Linked DNA regions of Zea mays: region 2 is linked to region 1. Evidence: chromatin contacts called from public Hi-C data. All regions are on one chromosome and are shown on one strand. The core of a region is the stretch at or near the end of the contact, and the rest is flanking DNA. Distances in the headings are between cores, read along the strand shown. Region 1 holds the start of LOC103638522 (DEAD-box ATP-dependent RNA helicase 31). Region 2 holds the start of LOC732743 (spermine synthase1).

Region 1 (7,934 bases), core at 1,995-4,494:
TTCTCCGACCGAGTGGCGGAACGCACCCGCCCTAAATCCTAAGATGAGGGGGGCCTAAGCGTTTTGCCTGCTAGATGGATTCAGGATGAGCACAAGAACACATAAGGTTTTAGAGTGGTTCAGGCCGCCGGAGCGTAATACCCTACTCCATTGTGTGTAGTATTGAGCTTGAGAGCTTGAATCTAAGTGAGTCTGAGAGCGTGTAAGTGAATGTGCCTTGTAACCTCATGTGCCCTCCCTTTTATAGCTCAAGGGGGGCACGTACAAGGATACTGAGCCCCGACATGTGGGCCCAGGGGCAAAATGGAAGGAAGTAACTAATGCCTGTAACGTCAGGGTGATCTCCGAGCGCCATAATGTCCGTAGTCCATACGATATTGATATGTCGCGGCTACTTCCTCGGTAATGCACGAGTGATGATGAGCATAGTGTACGCCGCAACACGGGCGTACTGCCTGCCAGCGAAATGGACATGCATGCCACCTGCGGAATGGACTGGTCGCCGCCTGCCCGCGGAATGGACATGTCTCATTAAATGCGGAGGCAGCACATCGTCTGCCAGTGGAATGGACAGGGCTCATTAAATGCCGAGGCGGCACATCGCCTGCCAGTGGATTGGACAGGCGGCGCGCCTTATCCGCAATAAATGCAGGGGTCGCGCGGCCTAGAGGCCTTACGTTAGGCTCCGCCCGTTGGCTTACGTCACGTGCACCATGCCACGTGGCAGCACCGAGGCTCCGCCTGAGCGGCGAGCTGAAGCGTATACGGTATGGTCCGGACACGTGTCGGCCCCGGACCCCCGCCTGGCCTTGATTAAGGCCTGTGTATTCTTTGTCCTAGAATCCCAGGACCCGGCCGTGAGTGGCCCGGACCCACACAGAGGGGTCTGGAACCCATCCTAGGGGTCCGGTTTGCGCCCGTGGAGGTCCTGGGCCTTACTCGGAGGTCTGATCCGTATATACAGGGGTCCGGCACTTTCCCATGGGGGTCCGGACCCACTGTTGATACCTTGGAGTATATCGTCTTCTCTGGCCACGTGGCGGCCTCGGAGCCGTCCATGTGATGGGGTCGGGTGCTGTTTACCACGCGACTAGAGATAGCCGCGTGGGGACTGCGTCTTCATACTGTAGTAAGGGGTACCCCTGTTTCAGGGTACCGATAAAATGGAAGGGCCTCTTTTCAACAGCAGCAAACCGAGTAGCTGCAAGAGAAGTCTATAAAACAAAATATGCATTATTAGCTAAGTACATTGAAGAACATATGCATAAGTACATACACATACCTTATTTGCATCAGTAAGGCCACTTGGGTTTTGTCGAAGCATAGTCGTCATGTATCCAGCAAAGGTAGAACATTGAGTTTTGATACTATCCCACCTGCTCATCAGAGATTTCGTAGACCTCTCTGCATTGATCCTCTTCGAGAGTTGTATGCCTCTGCAATCCAATTCCAAAAACCTTGACGCTTATGACCAGTGTTATCTACGGGGTCACAACTGACAGCCAACCAAGCTTGACAAACCCTCATATCCTCCTCAGACGTGAAATTTGCTAGCTTTGTGCGTTGAGGACCCTTCTTCACTAGAGGTGCAGCTGGTGACCCATGTGCTGGTATATCAGGTTGAGGAGGAGCAAAACCAGTGTTCTGAAACTGAGTGCCATCTTCCTCGTATAGGAAACTGCCATATTGTGCTATTACTTGGTTCCAGTCGGTACCCATGCTGTAGATTTAAGGTTGGCACATCAAATAATAAGTCATGAAAATGAAAAAGTGTAGTACATTGAGCCAACCATTTCAAAGAAATAGAAACCATGACACATTAAATAGGACAACCACAATAATGGCACAAGTGTTGAATACTACATATATTGCAAAGTTCATAACATTTAACATAGCAGGTCAACGTCAACAGCACATCAACGATACCAGGAACTTGTGACACACAACCTAGGTGTTTTGTTCACATACAAAAGAGTACTACGACTTCTAGAAACCTAAAACATATTTCGTTGCACCGAGCACTTTATTTAGGTGCATGGTAATCTAGTAGGGATATGTGTCGTCGGTAGAGTAGTCACGTCCGTCGTCGTAGCCGACGATATCATCAGTGTTCAACTCTGAATCATAGTCAATCAAAAGCTCATCCTCTATTTATGATGATTCAACAATTTCTGAACGGTCCATGTGCTCCATCTCCCAGTCTTTTTTCAGTACAAGGTGATCAAGGTCCTTCGCGAGGTCCTCGATCTGAACTAAAGCACAATTCATTTCATTGATGACTGGTGTGCTAACTGGTTGGAAGGCACCGTGGACGACATCGATGATGTCAGCACAACGCTGCTCCACTACTCTGATTAAATGAGCGAGTGCTCTTTGGAGCTTTGCGTTCTCCGAATCCATGGTCTACATAAAAGATATGGTTCTGTTAAAATACTGAGTTGAAAATTTCATGTATACCGTCGGGTAGTTGGTAAAATGATGGTAAATAGGCTCAGAACCAGCAAGTATTCGCAATAGGCAGTTGAAATTTTGATTAACATTACTCAACATAAACCAAGGGGTCAACGAATCCTAGAACCATCGATTCATTGTTCCCTTTAACCCTAAACCCTAGATCTGGACGATTTGCAGCATATGAAGTACGAGAACCCTAAAACCAAAATGGATCTGCAATCAGAAGCCAAGCTTTGTACCTTGTTCTCTTCGGATCTGGAGCAGCCGAGCGAATGGAAGACGATGACGATAGCGGCGAGGAGCTGCGCTTGCGTTTCTCCGCACCAACCTTCTTCGTCGCCGTCAACCTTCTCAGCCTCTTCGCGATGGCAGTTCGACGTCGACCAACACCGACGCTTGCACCCAAATCTTGGATCTTTCTCTCCTCGCCGGCCACCTCCTTGCTTCTAGCCACCGAGAGCGATCCGCCGCCGGACCCGCCCGCGCACGGCCTCTTCGAGCCCAGCTTGGCCGCCTCCTCCGATGACCCGCGCCGCAAGCCCCCTCGTTGAGTGGGATCGAAGTCGCCAGCGACGGGAGAACAGAGCGTCCAGATTTTTCACCACCGCGGGAGCCCGAATCCTCGCCCGGATACCGGACGCTCGGAAGTCTCTACATCTAGAGTGCGTGCGGCGTCCTCTAAATTTTAAAGTATCGTTTAGAGTGTATTGCTGGATGCGTAGAATACCAGTGCAAACTCTACATGAGTACAGAACGTTTCACAGGACGCCGCCTAAACCCCCGGCCGGGATGGCGGGATCCCAATTCTTGGGTATATGGCTGCATACATTTGTTTTTCCCGATTCCACTTTCTCATCCTTAAACCCTAAACCGTCTGCCGGCCGCCATGCGGCGCCACCACCACCTCTTCGTTATCCTCCGCCGCGCGGTCGCCTCCTCTGCCTCCCAGCGCGCGCAGCCCCTTCCCTTGCTCCACTCCGTTGCGCTCCGAAATGGCGCAGCTGGTTCCTTCTCCCCGTGCTTCTTCTCCTCCCGCGCCCGTTCCTCGGTCGGCGCCGCGAAGAGCCTTGTGGAAGACGAGGCGGAGCTCAGCGACTGGATTAGCGACCTCAAAACTGACTCGTTCCACCTCGGTCTCAGCAGCGGAGACGAAGGCGATGCGCCGTCCACCCGCAGGTCCTCGGTCGGCTCATCCAGGGGCGGCCGAGGTGGGTCGGACTCCAGGGGTTCGTTCCCGAGGTCAAGTACGGCCGGCGGTGAGTTCAGTGGAGACAGACGCGGCGGCTTCGAGCAGAGGGGGAGGATGATTAGTAGTGGACTGGATGATGCTGATTCCGGCTTTGGTTCCTCCAGGGGAAGGCGGGGACGGGGTGAGAGGACGTCGGGGTTCGTGAGAAGAGGAGGGAGGGGGAATGGATTTGATGAGGAGGCCACATTTAGGTCTCCTAGGGAGCAGCGAAGCCAGCGAGGGAGGGCTTCAGGTGTGGCGAGAAGGGGAGGGAGGTACAGTGACTTTGACCAAGATGATGGTGACACTGGATTTGGGTCTTCAAGGGGAAGACACGGTGCCAGTGGTCAACTGTCTGTATCCTCACACAGAAGAGGAAGGGTGAGTGATTTAGATGACGATGAGGATAGTGATGATGATTTGGTTGGGTTTGGGGATCTTGATGGAAAGCAGCATCATGGTCGCAGGAAAGGGGGAAGGGAAAACACAGTTGGGCTGGGCCGAGGTCGGGGCAGGAGGGATTTGGGTCTGTCACGAAAGGGAGGGAGTTACAATGATTTTGGTGATTATGATGACGGAAGGAGAAGGACGTCCGATCTTTTGCAGAGAACAGGGAGAGGAAGCGATTTAGATGACGATGAAGATGATGATGCTGGTCCAGTTGGGTTTGATGGTTACAGTGTAAGGCAGCAAGGTGGCAGGAGAGGCAAAATGGCGAAGAGTGTTGGACCACATCGGGGTGGGAGGGGCAGCGATACGGACTTTGGTCACCGACAGCCAAGGGGTCTGAAAAAAATTGACTTTGGCTTGTCAGAGGATGATGATGAGGCGGGGGAAGTTGATGAGGAAGATGAGCCATCGGGGTTCGAAGATGATCTTTTTGAAGACGAGGGTGATAAGGAGGATGTGGGACATATAATAGGTAATAAGTCTGGCTCATCTATGTTACCCGAAGATGAGCCAGCTAAAAATGAAAGTGTACAGGGCAGAAGTGCTGGGGGTGGTGATTCTTATCTGAGCCAGAAGAGGTAGCTCTTAACTCTTAGTGATGCGAAGAGTATTTATGGTTCTCTTAGGTAGATAGATAACTTGTTCTTTTCTTGATGGCAATTATTGATATGCATCAATTGAAAACAGGAGAAAAAATGGTGGTTCATATAATCATCTTTTCTTAATTGCCAAGTGTACTTCATGATTACTTCCAATTATCTGTAATCTACTTGTGATTTGTGAACTTGTATGATGTTTGACTCATTGTCTGCATTAATAACATGGCAGCTATCACTAGTACTTTATTGTTCGAACCTTCTACTTCTGCTTCCAACTTGGCTGCAACATCTCCTATCCTTTTGTGTTGTTTGGTGGGTTTCTGATTAGTGTAACAGATTCTGGTTCACCTGATGTGGAAGTGTTATGAGAAACCTATGTATTTCCAGTCAGCCAAAGCCAGTGAATCTGAAGACATTAAGGCTGTGGAGAATCTGTGAGAGTTTTGAGGATTATTCAGGAGTCCTATGACTTAGTTTAACTGTCATCTCAGTTATGGTTTGCATCTAGCGGCACTGGAGCTGCTATTTGAAATTCACAAACAATGCATATTTTGAATTCATAGTAACTCCCATAGGTAAGGGATCGAACCTGTTAAAGATAGAGCAGTGGAGGAAAGATACAGAGATATATTGCTTTGTTTATATTCCTCACCGAGACTGTAGGTTAAATTGTTTAATGATTTTGGCATTTAGGCTATTATTGTGAACACACCCTTGGTTTCTTTGAACTTCTTAGCACAGTTTTGTGATAATTGGTCTTTGTAACATAATTTGGAGGACTTGGCAAACTGTTGCTAAAATTTTCCTGATTGATCAATGTTGGAGCTGCGGTTTCTAAGAAGGTATGAGTGGTGAGAAGGGCGAGGCTCTGGACCACGACGTTTGGGCGTCGTTGTCCTAGGGTTAGGGCTGCTGGCTGGAAGGGGCGTGGTACTGGTCACGGGATGAACAATATCCACGGTGAACAGTAGACACAGGAAAAGGGGGAAGCCGAGCAAGATGATTTGCTTGCTTAATGTTTCATTGATTGAAGGGGTACATTTATAGGGCTGAGATAGCAGCCTTCCTTATCTAATATCTTAACAAACCAAATCCTTATCTATCTAAACAAACTCCTTATCCATATCCATCTAAACAAACTAACTGATACTTATCCATCTAAACAAACTAACTGATTTTATTAGAGCTGCTAGGCTGTCGGTCATAACATCTCTCCCGGCCTCCAAAAACAGCTCGTCCTCGAGCTGGAAGGCAGGATTACGGGGGTGGGGGATCTTCCGCCTCAGCCACCCTGTTGTCGTCGGCGGTCACCTCAAGGTAGAAGAGGCGTTGGCAGTGATGGTGTCAAGGGCGTAGTGATCAAGGTTAGGCGGCCCTCGACTACGGAGTTCGTAGTCTCCTGCCGTGTCTTCCAGGACCGAAGGTTATGCCCCTTACGACGGCTGGGCTTGAGAGGAGATAGAGAGAGAGATGGATAATTGTTTTCTTCCTTTCTCAAGTGCTGATTACATCTATATATAGCCCACGGCTGAAACAGAAAAGGGTAATCCCCTCCTAAATAATAGGCTAGATAACTTCTAACAGAAAGGAGTAATCCCTTCCTAAATAATAGGCTAGATATCTTTTATTGCCTTAATCCTAGCGGCTAATTGGTTTGGGCAGCCGCCTCCTGTGCTGCATGCTCGGCTGCCCTGCGTATGTCGCGGGCGCGACGTCACCTGGAGTAGGGGATGCCGTACATGACATCTCTCCCCCCCTCGACCACCAGCTCGTCCTCGAGCTGGAACGCTGGGTACTTGGCGGAGAAGGCGTCGAGGTCTTCCCATGTGGAGGATGCTGCGGGTTCTCCCTTCCAGCGGATGAGCACCTGTCGAACCCCGCGAGCGACGCGAGTGCGCACAGCACGTTCCGGCTCAGGGTTGATGGCTCCATGATGAACAACGAGTAACGTTGGTGGTGTCGCGGGAGGCTTGCCCACCCATTTCTTGAGGAGACCGACATGGAACACATCATGAAGCTTGGCGCGTGGAGGCAACTCGAGACGTACTGCCACCTCATTGATGAGCTCGGTGACGCGGTACGGCCCAAAGAAGCGGGGCTGAAGCTTGCTCTTCGGCGCCTGAGAAATGGAAGCCACCGGCCGCTGACGGAGTCGGAGGAGCACCCAGTCCCCAACGGCATAGGAGACGTGGCGGTGAGCTTTGTCGTAGTAGCGCTTCTGGATCGCCTGGGCCTGCTCTAGGCGGTGACGGACGTCGGCCAAGAATTCTTCACGTTCGGCCATTGTTTGGGCCACAGCAGCCACGCGCGTGTCCCCTGCTTCATATGATCTGATGGTGGGCGGGTCGCGGCCGTATACCACCCGAAATGGTGTCTCCTGTAGAGAAGACTGGTACGCGGTGTTGTATGTATATTCTGCCCAAGGCAGCCACCGCAACTAGTCCCGCGGCTGGTCGCCGGAGAAACAACGTAGGTACATGGCGATGACGCGGTTGGCAGCCTCTGACTGTCCATCGGACTGCGGATGGAATGCCGTGGTCATATGTAGCTTGGCGCCCATGAGCCGCATCAGCTCCCTCCAGAACGTGGAGGTGAACACCGGATCGCGATCGGAAACCATGGATTGCGGCATCCCGTGGAGGCGTACAATGTCGGTGAAGAACGCCTGTGCCACAGACTCAGAAGAGTACGAGTGAGCTAAAGGGATGAAATGGCAGTACTTGCTGAAGCGATCCACCACCGTTAGGATGACGGATTTTCCTTTGACCCGGGGCAGAGCCTCGATGAAGTCCAGCCCGATGTCAGTCCACACTCCAGTCGGCACGGGTAGTGGAAGAAGAAGACCAGCCGGTTGCAGATGCTCCGTCTTGAAGCGTTGGCACGTAGGGCAGGCGCGGACGAAGTCCTGGACGACGCGACGCATGTCGGGGAAGTGGAAGTCGCGTCGGAGTCGGTGGAGAGTGCGCTGCATGCCCTCATGTCCATCCCCGTGCACCGCGGCCACGATCTCCAGGAGGAGTGGCGAGGTGGGAGGGATGTACAGCTGGCCATCATAGGTGACCAGCCCGTCGACGAGGCCCCATGGGGCTGTACGGGTACCCGCGGCCAGCTCATCCCGGATGGCGACGAGGGCAGGGTCGAGAGCGTGTGCCTGGCGTAGCCGTTCGATGTAGTCGAAACGCGGGGCCGAGATGGTGAGCACT
Region 2 (7,934 bases), core at 2,485-4,984, 760 kb before region 1:
AAAAATATCTCTCCAAACATTGAACAAAAACAGATAATTGAAATTTTTTCTATCAAAATGTGGCCAGCAAATCTTCTTATTAATCTCGCGTGTTCGGTAAAAAAGTGACCAGCAAATATTTCAAAGCATACTTGGACAGCAGACCATTACAGGTTCACCTCATCCATTCACATACTTGCCAATGAGTCCAATCTCTAGTCATTTCAATCACAGGATGCTTTTTTTCTTACAAAAAATTACAAGATGCTTTGCCTACTCTCTGTGCTGTACGAGCAAAACTTAGGATTAGGAACTTCACAAGGTTACGAGCGTATAATATCATATCCCAAACATAAATGATATTTTATCTCGTGCTTCGCTGGTGATCCAACTGTCCAATGGTACATAAAGAGATATACAATGTTTTGACTCTGAGCCCAATATGCCTTCTAACCAAATATGTCAAAAAAATTGCCTTTAGAAGATAACTCGGAAAACTACTTTAAAAAAGGGCAGACCCAGTGTAGGCTCCCATATGGGCCGGCCTGGGGACAACTCAGAAAATTACTAAAGAGAAAAAAATGCACATGCAGAGAATTGGAAAAATATTAGTGCATAATACCTGGGATATGTTGGAACACTTGTCCAGGCATAGTGCACAGCACCTTTGAATGTCTGTCGACAGATAGCAAGCATATCCTGGATTAGATGTGTGTGCAGCCACATGCTCTCAGCAAGATTACAAAGAACACCACCAGGCTTCAAAGCTCTAGCAATTGTCTGAATAAACGGTTTCTCCACGAGTGCCTGTGCTGGCCCTGTAATAATTAGTATGAAAAGAATTTAAAACAGTGTGCAAATAAAAGGTATCAATTAAGTGAAACATACAAACACATTAATTTTCCAAAAAAAAAACAGACAGATGTAAATCAACTAGGTATATCGAGGTTATGTTTGGAACCAGCACAATAAGTTCCCTCACATGTAAATGAACAATTTCATATGAAACATTGCATTCCAAATGTGTCCATGCATACTAAACCAGCTATTGCAGATAACAGGATGAAAAATAAATCAACAAGAAGCAACCTAATCGATAATGGCATGTGAATGAAGTGATAAAAAATATACAAGAGAGTTCTATACTTCTTATAGCAAGTACCCACCAATTGGATCTGATGAATCTACAATAATAGCATCATATTTTCCTTCGGGAGAATTCCTCAGGAAATCAACAGCTGCAAAAAATAGCAAGTATACTATGAACTATAAGAGATCAAGACCAGCAGAAACAAAGTGCCTGAGGCTATAAACAATAGTGGCATATCCTACAGCCTGTCACAGTCATATAAAGTACCACCAGGTACCAGCTTTTGAACATACCATCACCAACATGAAGTCGGACACGAGGATCTTTGAATCCAATGGATAAGTTTGGAAAGAATTCTTTGGAAACCTGCATAGTTTGGAGAGAAAAGTCATAAAAAATATATTCACACTATTATACATTGAATTTTGAGCATAGGTAGAGTGATCATTCTTACATCAATAACTAGTTGATCAATCTCACATATATCAATAGTTTCCACTGAATCATGTCTGGCTATTTCGCGCAGTACACCACCATCACCACCTCCAACAACCAAAACCTGCATCAGTCAGTAGGCTTATATCATAAGGCTAACTGCCCATAAAGTTACTACTCATTAGAAGACGTAAGGTGGGGAGAACATCCTTCAATTCAATTTGTTCGGTAGCAAAGTAGCAGCCATTTCACTGTTATCAGAAAAGAAAAGGTCAAGAAACATACATTCTTCGGTGCAGGAATTGAGCACAGTGGAAGGTGAGTAACCATTTCCTGGTATGCGCATTCATCCTTGTCAGTCAACTGAACTATACCATCAAGCACAAGAACATTTCCATAGGTTGAAGACTGCGAACAGAAATGAAAGTGCTACTTAGTACAATGATTGACGAGTTCGGGTTTTCACGTGCAGATTTCGCAGATAAAAAAATAACCTCAAAAACTAAAATTTCTTGGTAAGGCGATTTCCCTTGAAACAAGATCTTCTCCACTTTCAATGAATGGGCCTCTCCTGTAAATAATAAAAGATGTTGATCAAACTCCTGATTCCTGAATATGTAGGACCATTAAAGCCTTTTAGGGGGAAAATAGTTTTGACATACACAAGTACACCAATATTGAAAGTCTTCACTAGTCAGTTTTGCATATCAAATCTTTTGAAGTTATCAAATTGACAAAATTAGCTAGGTAAGTGTGACCAAGTTTTATATCATCATACAATGTGAACCTGAAGATGTTGGAAGAAAAAAAACATGGCAAATTTCTATTATTGTTTTTCAGAAACAAGAGAAATACCAGGCCACATCGGGTTATTGAAGTACTGCACTTTGCTTGTTTTACCTGCACATACATCAATTTGATACTATATATATATATATATATCAGAACTGCTGAAAGAACATATATTTCCCGTATGTATTGATTGTTGCCGGACACAAACAAATGATGGTCACATAGCCCATTAGCTACCAGTCTGGATCCTGAACGTACCAAAACGCGATCTGGGTTCCGTGAACCACCCTGAAACCACAGTATCATGGCAGTTGGCCTCGGTTTCAGGCACCCGCGCCTTGGCCTTGACGCAGCAAGGAGGGAGCGGTTTGCGGGCGGCATCATCCGCACCTCCCTTTGTCAGTGCCGCTGCTGCAGAACCGTTTCTTGCGTCTCCAACCTCCATGAGTCCTATTGCTCTTTGAAGGTCCCAGTCTCTGGCTCAACAACAAGTCAGGCAACAGAAGAATTTCAGACACAGAAAACAAGCAGGGGCGTCAGTTATCAGGGATGCTTCGTGTCGAAGCAAAAGCAAGCGAATCGTATGCATACTGAGCGTCATTATCAGTGCTGCTTCGCACGGAATCGAAATGAAGGATTCAAAGCCATCTGGATAGGCACAGAAAGCAGCATGTCTACGCGTGACAGGTTGCTACACCTACACCAGACGAATAGAATAGAATAAAGTAGGAGGAGCACCACCAAACTGAAAAAAAAGGCACGTGGACGAGAACAGAATATTTTATATAATTAAGTAATTGCAAGAAAAAAAAGAAGGGGAAAAGGAAACCGTGCAATCAGCAACTATACGTCGGAATTTGGAAAGCACCCAACAAGAATCAGATAAGAAAGGCAGGGCTACAACAACAACAAGTACCCTCGATCAGCAACGGATGCAGCAATCGGAGGCACGCAAACCTCCGTCGCAGACCTCGCGGTGAATCGAACAGGGGAAGAACCCACGACGCGAGCAAAGACTGTTTCTTGTACGCAGCAGAAAAAGAAGAGAAGGCAGCAGCGAAACTTTTCCAGCAATTCCTTTGCAGATATAGGACGCGAATAGGTCCTCTTTTTTTTTATTGCCGCAGCTCCACCGACACCCGACGGTAATCAAACAGTTTTAGATAATATTTTGGCGTTTTGAGAGAGCGAAGTGGCGAGCCGCAGCTGCGACCGCGATTAGCAAACCCAGCGACGCAAAACGGAAACCAGAACGGCGTCCCCCCACCCGAAAAGTTGGGCGACAAAACAACGGACAATTCCAAGGCACGAGGATGAGAAACAAGCAAAAGAACGTGGGCGTGGTCGCTTTGCCACGCAGCCGAGACTTCGGGAGCTTCCAGATCCTTGTCTCGCTTACCTTGGATCGATCGGCGAGGACGAGAGCGATGGCGCACCGGAATGGAGGTAGTGGGTGATGACTGATGAGCGTGTGGGGAGGCCCTTAAATAGGTGGCAGCAGGAATCTTTTCACCGTGCCATACCTGCTAGCCGTTCTTCATTTTATCATCTTTTATTTTATATATAATTATTTTTGCCACCATTCGTGGCGTTGGAGATGCTGCTGCAGTGGCTACGGGCTACCTGTCACAGATCACCGTGTTGTCAGCGCACCAACGACTGTTTATACTGGTAGCTGAACATGCCCTGTATATGTAACTAGGTGTGTGCCCGTGCGTTGCCACGTGAGTTAAAAATTAGTATAAAACACAAAAACATCACCATGGCAAAATGCTTACTATCCAGTTATTCCCACAGTGCAAGGCTGCAAGCTGCAAAATCTAATCCACTGGCTCTAGACTAAGGGCCATAATTTTAATTTAGAATGTCGAGATTTTCTAAAAATACAAACAGTAGAATTAGAATGTTGTAATTAGTATTAATCAGTCCCCTTCTTTAGGCCTTACTCATGTGAGAACCTCCGACACTGAATCTATCCTATTTGTTTTCAATTATACATGATATATTCTAGACAAACTATCTATGTGTCCGGACCATGACTAATGACTTGCAGCAGTTGCACCAAGTTCATGCTTTGTGTTCTCAAAGATTAGTGCAAAATACGTTCTCCTTACCTGAACAATAAGTATCAAGAGAAGCTTCTTATAAGTGAGGTAATCTCTACTTATGCACATGAGGTAATCTAAATTATATCATGTGAATTTTCCTAAAAAATTAGCCCTGCCTTTGTATGAAACCACTAATATTGCAAGAAGCAATCTAAATTAAATACAATAATTGTTATATGTGCATTGGATGTGAAGCAGCTGACTATAACTTGTGTCATAAAAAATGTAATTTGAAACTTGATAGTAACAGCTCACTAAAAAAGGTGTAATACGAGAGGCACTTGATGGATTGTATTTGAAGTAACAGGTAACCCACAATAATTAGTATTGAACAATGCATTAATAGCAATATTAATTAATATTGAACAATGCATTAATAGCAATATGTGTGAGAATAACCTACCTTCATCATCTGAGAACCTAGTTTCTCCTCACGACAAATCGACAGACACCAACCTCAAAGGGAGATAGATATATGATGCTATCTTCTTTAGCCAACCACAAGCACCTCTCTAGTTCAAAGCTAGGAAGCAATATCAAATCAAAGTCTTCAAATTTATCGACCCGTTCAAGAATCTCGTGTCCTAGAGCTACCAAAAGCTAGTCATCTATAAGTTCAGTGTTTGCTATCTGTCAGTACCCAAAAACACAAGAAAAAAAGACATGGCGAGTTATCAAAGGATGAACATGTTTTGTGGGTCTAGCAGCGAACCAATCTTCCCAGTTCCAAAATCATTGCTAAACGCAAACATGAAGGAAAAATATCAGACTTCCACTTTGTTGTCTTACAATGATCCTAGTTCTATGCCTATTCGCCAACCCTACCAGGTACCTAGCGCAAAGTCATCTTCCGCATATGTCATCTGCTTTTTTGAGTATGACACAAAGTCATCTTCGACATATGTCATCTACTTTTTTGAGTATGCGGATAATCCTTTGTCCAGAAGCTCTTTTCCAGAACTAAGTCTTTCTCTTACAACTGGTTTGGCTAATGAATCTGTTTCAACAGGCAAAGCAGCTTGTGCAGGCAGTCTTACAAATGCAGATGGCAGGAAGGCTGCTAGCTTTATCGAACCAACAAGACCAACTTATGTAGATAATGTTTCATAGCCACCTGCAAAGCCAATAAGCAACAAAATAGCTTATGCAGCAAATAATGTTTCACAACAACCTGCAAAGAGACAACTTGTTACAAATAGACATGATTTTATTTCTATGGGCCCAAACATTGTGAACCAACCATTCACCTGGTTGGCCACTTAGTGATGCAGTCAGTCCTTAAGTACTTGATTTTAGTAAAAATGGCAAGAGATGTTGTTCAAACGCTAAGGAATTAAAGCAACAATCCAAGGGTCAGTTCCAGTCCAGCTCTGCCTACTGAAACATGGTCTAGGCCCAGGGGTGGTTGCATGGGCTAATACCATGTTGAAGCCAGGTCAAAACCTGAATGATCATTCCCAATTGCTATACTCCACCAATTTTTCAGTTGACAGTGGTATCAATTCAATTGTATTATAGTGAAAAGCAAGAAAATATTAAGGTGTCCTTGTTGAAGATAGCTCTGGAGTTTTTCAGTATTCAAACAGTCAGGCACATGAAACTTGTAAGAGATCTGCATTTCTAAGCATGTCATATCTAAAAAAAGCTCGAGAGTTCAACTATACAAATTGTTACTACTTGAGTGTTTTGTGGGCATTCAATTTCTAAGGCTTACTTGATGGACAGGTTGTAGAGGTTGTGCCCTACTTCTCGGAAAGATGGTTGGTCGATGCCTCCACCTGAAAGCACATCAGAAACAAGTAGAACCCCGCACAATCAACGTCCCAAAAATCACATAGAGCAGTGTGAGAATCTTAGAAAGAGGAATCACCCCATGTCAGTAAAAATATTGTGGAGCTTTGGATAACATTGAAAAACAATAAAGGCACTGATTCCTAATACCATTCGAGGCATAGGCACTAAAGAAAGACCAAGCCTTTAGGGTCAAATTAATGAAATGGAAAAACCTTTCCAACAATTGCTGGTCCAATGATATTATTTACATTGTTCATAGCCTAACAAAACACAATACGACTTATTAGTCTAGTATGAAAAGAGAAAATGCCCATAAAAACATAATGGTTGTAACCACTAAAGCATGTTAGCTGTGGATTCAAAATCTAAGCCAAAAACTACACCACACAAAAGGTGGAGGATACAGATGTTGGTTTCTATTATATAAAGTTAACCATAATCGTTGAGAAGAAGAGCCACTTATCCTAGCCTATCCCTAATCATACTACCAAAATATGAAATAGGCACAAGCCCTATTGACGTTGGCCTAAAGGGCCGAATCGAGTGAGCCTAAAATATGTGTAACATTGTTCATTCAAAATATTTTATTCATATTCATTTTCTAGCACCACAGACTATAGTAAATTTAATTATATGAAGGAACCGCTACAACATTACCTTAACATTAAGCTCAATATGGCGTGAAAATGTGAGTGCAGTTTGTAGTAACCACCTTCATAGATGATATGCCTTTCTAGTGCTTCTTTTGCTGCAAATGAAGTTTGAATGTCTACAAAAAGCATAAAAAACTTGAGATACATGAGTCACATGCCATGCATGGACAATTAAATTTTGTGTCCTAACAAGTTGGTTTTTACCTAGATACTGGATCAATGCTTAAAAGTCATTCTTCTAAAAAGTAGCAATCTTTTGTACAAATCCAAAAGTTGAAAAGACCTAACAGTTACAAGAAACAAAAAAGTTGGTGAAAACCACATCTATTAACTATCAACATTGTTTACTTTTAACAGATTACCTCATGAAGCACATCTATTGTAACAACATATTGCATATTCTCAATAGATGCAAGTAGTATATTGCTCTCTGCTTTCTGCTTTTTCTCATCCTAGTCATAATATTGTGGACACAATAATTATATAGAATGCTGACAAGGGCAGTTCCTCACCTAAAAAGTCATTGTAATATAGATATGATCTTTTACTAAAAGGCAAAGAAAAAGATAATGCCTATGAAAAGTTATGACCTGTAAATAGAAGAGCAAAAAGATACGCATGTGTATATGACTTTCCAGTATTGCGATACCCGTGAGCATTTAACATGACATGGTTTACCTTATAAGCACTATTCGCCTAAAGAGAATAATGTCTTCATTTCGCTTAATTTGCTCCATAAGTTTCTGTAGTCTCTCTTCAAACTCTCCTCGATATTTAGTTGCAGCAACAAGGAGCCCCAAGTCAAGAGTAATAACCTAACGAGAAAAAAAGAATGAATATTGATTACTTCTTGAAACAACTAAAGGATGTATAAACACCTGATTATAATTTGAAAAGGAGGTTTATTTTCCTTTTGCTAACAATTGACATTATAAATCAATACAGATCCAAGCAATCCTACTAATGGCTGGCAAAGTAAATTCACAAAACAATCTGATTATCCCCAAGTTTGGGCTTCAATGGAAACATGAATAAAATAGAAGAAAGAGCTATGTTGTTCCAGTTTTGGGGCATCAAGCATTT

What was found. Hi-C and Micro-C count contacts between places; a contact is called where the count stands out from the background.
Region 2: a contact with region 1 is called in a Hi-C map of ear, with 3 times the contacts expected there. The contact joins the promoter of LOC732743 here to the promoter of LOC103638522 in region 1. A contact is called at or near these places in 4 of 25 Hi-C or Micro-C datasets (ear, leaf and tassel).

The regions. Positions count from the first base shown.
Region 1 is chr9:65,343,176-65,351,109 of Zm-B73-REFERENCE-NAM-5.0, reverse strand. LOC103638522 (DEAD-box ATP-dependent RNA helicase 31) reads left to right here and starts at 3,244. Exons shown (of 11, transcript XR_558851.3): 1 at 3,244-4,710.
Region 2 is chr9:66,106,440-66,114,373 of Zm-B73-REFERENCE-NAM-5.0, reverse strand. LOC732743 (spermine synthase1) reads right to left here and starts at 3,734. Exons shown (of 12, transcript NM_001112372.2): 1 at 3,696-3,734; 2 at 2,555-2,772; 3 at 2,360-2,404; 4 at 1,999-2,075; 5 at 1,790-1,912; 6 at 1,524-1,628; 7 at 1,363-1,435; 8 at 1,146-1,217; 9 at 602-797. The coding sequence starts at 2,741.